Regions from separate parts of the Lactuca sativa genome. Here region 1 is linked to region 2. A link is a contact called in public Hi-C data. All regions are on one chromosome and are shown on one strand. The core of a region is the stretch at or near the end of the contact, and the rest is flanking DNA. Distances in the headings are between cores, read along the strand shown.

Region 1 (3,485 bases), core at 350-2,849, 510 kb after region 2:
TTGGCCATAAGATTATCAAGCACCATAAGATTGTCAAACATAGAGGAAAATGAAAAAGGCTCTAAATCATGTTATGTATACATGCTGTCAGCAACAATTACATAATAAATTAGAAAATAAAAACAAATTCGATTATTGCAACAACCACATAGAAATCAGAAAAAAAAAAAAAACATACTTTTCAATACAACCTAGGTAGCCTTTAGATTATACACGAAATTCACATACATACCCAACTGCAATTTTAACAAAATAGGAAAAAAAAAATACAACATCGATTTCATGTTCTGATTAGTATCCACATCCCACCACAACACAACTCAAATGATAGTTCGTGAACAATCAATTTCAGGAAAAGATTAATCAGAATCTAGCAATCGATTAATCAGAATCAACAGAGATTAATAAGGAAAATTGATTTTAGAAGGATACAATCAATTTTAAAAGCTGATTCTAGGAAAGGAAACATACTTGTTCATGAGGATGGCGACAACAAAGGGAGGCTGAGACGGCGACGACGAAGGCTGGTCTGCTTACCGACAGTGTTGTGTCGATGTGAGGTAGCGAATCGAAGGTTGAATGGAGAAGGAAGCTGCAAATTGAAGGTTGAATGGAGAAGGTAGGTGCGACGGATTCGATGAGGGGAAACAAGAAAGCAGGGTTTTGTTTTGTTTTGTTTTTTTTTTTTTTTTTTATGTTGGGCCTGTTTTTTTAGGTTTTAGGTCAGAAGTGGTTTAAAGAGACAAAAACAAGTGCATAACACACACACATGTTTTTTTATGTTGAAGACTTTTAAAAAACAAACTGCTGCGAGACGAAAAATGTTGTGTGTGTGCTGCAACGCATAACAATAAATGGTTAGAAGATATTTTTTTACAAAAACAAACAACACCTAAGTTAATTTGCAAAAATATAATTTTGTTTTGTTAAATGCTACTCGAAGTGGATTTAGAATTTCAAGTTTTTTGTTTAAATTAAAAACTATAAGCTCCTATCGTCAAACAATTTCTTTTGAAAATTTTCTTAGAAGCTAAAAACTAAAAACTCTTAAAAAAATGTTTAACTATGACTAAACAAGATTGATATTATAACTATTCCTAAACAATGTATATAATATTTATTTTAAAATGATTTTTAACTTTTTATGTTCAAATTTCAAGGGATAAATGCAACTATATTCTTACATTTATTTTATTATTTCTGTTAGAGATTAGAATATTCTATTTACTTTATAATTCAGGAAAATATATTAATACTGGCCAAACATTTATCCACAGTAAGCAAAAAATAAGTAAATTTATTAATTAAAATTAAAATTACTAAATCTAAAAAAGTTATTCTTATTACCAAAATAAAGATTATAGACAATTAAAAATTTTTATAATCAACAAATCAAGCTTGTAAAATAATTCAATAAAAAATATAGAACTTTCTTTTATGACAGAGGCGTTATACGATACTATAAATTACAAAAATATAAAATAGAAACATGGTTAATATAATAAAATGAATAGAATAATTTTGTAAATTCTATTATTATAATTATTAATAAATATAATAGAACAATATATTTGACTTTAAGCTAAAAGAAAACTTCCTTTTCCTTCCCTTACCCCGCGTCTTTCCTTCGGTCTCATTTTCCATATGCCGTGAAATGCCCGGCTCTTCAAATCTTGATTTTCCGGCGATCATAACTATATTTCCCAACCACCACCACCACCACGACGGTTGCCATTAAAACCTACCACCACCATGGGCAACTGCACCACCTGTCTAAGACCCGATAATCCGAAACCCCAACACTACCAGCCACCTCCGACTCCACCGGGCAAGAAAAAGAACTTCAAACAAAGACCCAATCCATACGCCGAATCTCCGGTACCGATCCGGGTTTTGAATGACTTCGGACAACTCGCCCACCACCGGACCCGAATTTCCGACAAGTACATACTTGGCCGGGAGCTGGGTCGGGGAGAGTTTGGAGTCACGTACCTCTGCACCGATAGAGAAACAAAACAAGCTTTCGCGTGTAAATCAATCTCCAAGAAAAAACTCCGAACCGCCGTCGACGTGGAGGACGTCCGGCGAGAGGTTGCGATTATGTCAACCTTGCCGGAGCACCCAAATATAGTGAAGCTTCGTGCTACATATGAGGATCATGAAGCTGTTCATTTGGTGATGGAGCTGTGCGAGGGTGGAGAGCTGTTTGACAGAATCGTTGCTAGAGGGCATTATAGCGAACGTGCGGCGGCCGGAATCGCGAAGACGGTGGCGGAGGTGGTGAAGATGTGCCATGAACATGGGGTAATTCATCGAGACTTGAAGCCGGAGAACTTTTTGTTTGCTAATAAGAAAGAAAATTCTCCTTTAAAAGCCATCGATTTCGGACTTTCTGTATTCTTCAAGCCAGGTATTTCATATTTGTTCTTAATTACAGTTCCTTTAACTACTTCAATAATCCCAATTTATTTTTTCTGGGTTAGTGTCGAATTATATCAAATCGCATCTTAAGAACCTAAAGTTTCAATCTTTATCAATTGGGTGTTCAAATCTTCAGATCTAACTCCGAGATCTTGATCTCTCCTTAATTCTTTGATTTGATTATATTTATTCCAAAATTCCCAAATCAGAGCCCTAAAAGTTTGATGTGATCAAGTATTTTCGAAAAGGATCTGAATGATGATGGATTAGGTGGTTTTGATTGGTTAGATTCCATTTCGATGTCGTTTTCATATAAAATTAGTCAAAGTAAGAAGACGTAATTTGGGGCAAGACCAAGTCACTGACAAGCTGCTACTTTTTGACCAACAAGTCATGGGTTCGATCCATGGTGCACCCGGATTTTCTGAATCAAAACTTGTGATGAAGACATAGCTTTGGAATATTCTATGGCTTCAGAGTTGACTATTTGACTTTTTGTATACTTCCTTTATTTTCAGGTCAGAAATTTTCAGAAATTGTGGGGAGTCCATACTACATGGCGCCTGAAGTTCTAAGGCGAAATTATGGACCAGAGGTTGATATATGGAGTGCTGGGGTTATTCTTTATATATTGTTATGTGGGGTCCCTCCCTTTTGGGCAGGTATTAATAATACTAAGAACACAAAAATAAGATTCAATTTTGTGATTTGCTAATTTTTGTTGATCGTTTTTCGTTTGATTTTAGAAACGGAACAAGGTGTCGCGTTGTCAATTCTACGAGGTGTTATTGATTTCAAGAGGGAACCGTGGCCTCAAATTTCTGAAAATGCTAAAAGTCTTGTTAAGCAGATGTTAGAACCGGATCCCAAGAAACGGTTAACTTCCCAACAAGTTTTAGGTAAGTTTGTAATGTTTGTTCGTTTGACCGTTTGACCATCAAATTCAAGGTTAACATAACTTTATCTGATGTTTTCTCCTTTCTTGTAGAACATCCATGGATCGTGAACGAGAAGAAAGCTTCAAATGTTCCATTGGGAGATATTGTGAGGACGAGGCTCAAGCA
Region 2 (3,245 bases), core at 414-2,913:
CCAATTGGACTCAAGTGGATATTTAAATTGAAGAAAAATGCAGACGACACCATTAATAAATACAAGGAAAGGTTGGTTGCTAAAGGTTACGTGCAACAACCCGATATTGATTTTCAAGAAGTATTTGCTTTGGTAGTTCGAATTGAAACCATTTGGTTTCTTATAGCCTTAGCCACTACTCATGGGTGGGAGCTTCACCACTTAGATGTTAAAACAACGTTCTTACATGTAGAATTGAAGGAAACCGTTTACGTATCGCAACCGGAAGACTATATAAAGAAAGGCATCAAGCATAAAGTATATCGCCTCAAAAAGCACTATATGGTCTAAGACAAGCACCTCGAGCATGGAACATGAAGCTTGATGGGATTTTCAAGAGTATTAAATTTCAAAAGTGCATGAAAGAAACATCGGTGTACCGAAAAAGTGAAGAATCTAACTTGCTAATTTTAGCAAATTATCTTGATGATTTATTTGTCACGGGTAAAAATTATGCTGAAAACAAACAAGTGGAGGTGGTGTACATTCCCGAGGAGGAACAAAAGGCGGAAATTCTTACAAGTTCAAGGAAATACGGAGTGTGATCGGGATTGAAGACGTCTCTAGAAGGACTTATAGATTCGAGGGTGATTGTTGGAATCCTATGTTTGAGGATCAAGCAATCCATTTTATGGCAAGTTGGTCATAAGTTTCCTATTCTAATACAAGTTGTTATGTTAGGCTATATATTCATATCCCTAATTGAGTTTATGATTATGAGAACAGATTGTAAACCATTAGTTTTGAGTTAGTTTTTCCAATTAAGCAAAGAGTGAATTTTGATTACTTTTTGTTTTGCATTCTTGTTTTCTTACCTATAATACCTACCAACAATAATCCTGCTGTTGATGCAAGCCCAATCATGAAGATGCAAACTCTCGATAGACTTAGAGAAACACCACAAATCACCACACTAGTGAAGGACAAGAATAATATGCCATCAACCACAACGATGAGTGAGTCTCGAACTTAGAATAAGCTTCAATAAAAGACTTTGAGGCATTCATCATTCTTCTTATTGTGTATTATTTCTCATCATCATTCTTCTTATTTTCCCCCCAAATCGTCATTTTTAATGAAGAAAATTGATTTTTTAAAACGGAAAACAAGTTAGAAATTCAATCCAAAAATATGAACATGTTCAAAATTCAATAAAAAACACGAAGAACAAGTTCAAAAATAATAAACACGTTGGAATTTCGACCTACATATGGATATTCCAAGTGAATAAGAATTTCAACCTAATTTTTCTACAGAAAGAGAATGTAGTTCGATATTTCAAACTACTTTTACAGTAAAATAAAATTAAAATTTGAAATTATTTTTATCATGAAAAAATAATTTGAAAAATGTAAAACTTTGAAATTATTGATTATTTACTTAAAAAATTAAAAATTATCATTACTTCCAACATTATATAAATTTGGACGAATATCACTAATAAATGAGTTAGATTTTAATTTCATGGAACAAAAAATATAATAAAAAGTAGAAAAGAAAAGGTAAAAGGAAAATGAGAGAGGGGTTTGCTAAAAGCATTGTAGGAGTGAGAAGAAATCCGTGAAGGTGGGAACGCGTGGATACCAAAATCAACAGAAAAAATAATCACAATATAGGGTTTACAAACATACCACCAATTCACTCCCAACTAACATAAATAGAAAAATCTCACACAAAACCCCTTCCATTTGTTTGGCCTGCAAAATTAACGCATGCCTTGACTGCTCTTATGGAGAAGTAGCCGCCACATCGTTTCTCTCATCTTCCTCCTCTACCCATCTCAGGTAATGAGCTAATCAATCTTCTTTCATATTTGATTGCATCAATCATTTCTTTTCTCATGTGGTTTCATTCGCCATTGAAATGTTGACTGCTTGGTCAAATGGGGCTACCTTATTGATCCTGATTAGGGTTTTTCTTTTCGTTAAATGTTTCCTAAATCTGTATTATGTTCCATCCTGATCATTTGAAGAAACGGGTTCTTTCTTGAAATTTTTTGGTCTAATATGAATAAATCTTCAGAGCTAAATTTGCCCTGAATTCGATCATTAGAATATCTTGTTGATTGCTCCCTCACAGCCGACACAATTCGTATCCGAATTTTGGGCTCATTTTGGAACCAAAATCGAAATAATTCAGGGCGAAAGGATTGCAAGTATCATTCGATCATTGGGAGTGTAATAAAATAAAACGATCATGGAGATCAATCTTCAATTGGGAGTTTCAGTTTCAAAATTAGGTCTTTTTATGGTAGTAAACGCCTAAATGGCGATCTTTACAAATCTTAGTGTATAACTTAAATTGTTCATACAATTTATGCAGAGAATGTTGCGCACAAAACAGCTAGGTGTTCTTTCCCAATCAGCTAGATCTTTCTTCTTCAGTGGAACAAGATGTAGTGCAGATGGAAGTTCATGCACTTGTCAAGAAGATGAAGCTTGCACTTCCAAAAGGCAAATCCCCAACACAAACAGAACCCGAAATCCACAAACAACATCATCATCCACCTTTGTGCCCAAATCTTCTACTACACCCAATACCAACATAGTTGACCATACACCAAAGTCAAAACCCGATTGTGTAACTTATGCTGATGAAATCGACACCTCAATCCAGCCATCTGGTCTTACAACCGGGCACTTTGTTCGGGCAGGAATCGCAGCAGTCAACTTTCTAAACGATGTGGTCAACTACAAGATACCCATGACCGAAGGGTCAAGTCAAAACTATGTGGTTGACCATGGCCGACCTATTCCAAATGTCAAACCTTACAAAAAAGTTATTCCTGAAAAAACAACTTCAAGTGATAAATCATCGAATGTTAAAGTGTACAAAAAAATTGAACCACAAACATCTGCTCAAAAAAACCCCACAAGTGTCGCGAAAAGCAAACCATCGGGTAAAACAGCCCCCAACTTTCAAAACCAAAACACGAAAAGATCAAAAGATTGTGTAAACCAGTTCATGGTAACACGAGGAATATCAACAAAACCCGTTTCACAACCGGGTCGACAGTTTTCCGGTTCGGGTCATATGGTGGAAACAGTTTGTCAGATATTGAGAAATTCAAAGTGGGGCCCGGGAATAGAACAAGCGTTATGGAATCTAAACGGGTCATTAGATGTATACCAAGCGAATCAAGTACTCAAACAGCTTCAAGATCATTCAATAGCTCTTAACTTTTTCTACTGGTTAAAAACTCAACC

What was found. Hi-C and Micro-C count contacts between places; a contact is called where the count stands out from the background.
Region 1: a Hi-C map of leaf shows a contact between it and region 2, with 7 times the contacts expected there. The contact joins the promoter of LOC111882101 here to the promoter of LOC111882116 in region 2. A contact is called at or near these places in 3 of 4 Hi-C or Micro-C datasets (leaf and seed).

The regions. Positions count from the first base shown.
Region 1 is chr4:194,156,891-194,160,375 of Lsat_Salinas_v11, forward strand. LOC111882101 (calcium-dependent protein kinase 10) reads left to right here and starts at 1,600. Exons shown (of 7, transcript XM_023878467.3): 1 at 1,600-2,410; 2 at 2,940-3,083; 3 at 3,168-3,320; 4 at 3,410-3,485. The coding sequence starts at 1,753. It overlaps LOC122197382 (a long non-coding RNA gene), which reads right to left and starts at 1,567. Exons shown (of 2, transcript XR_006190771.2): 1 at 472-1,567.
Region 2 is chr4:193,641,867-193,645,111 of Lsat_Salinas_v11, forward strand. LOC111882116 (pentatricopeptide repeat-containing protein At1g18900) reads left to right here and starts at 1,664. Exons shown (of 2, transcript XM_023878483.3): 1 at 1,664-1,823; 2 at 2,362-3,245. The coding sequence starts at 2,365.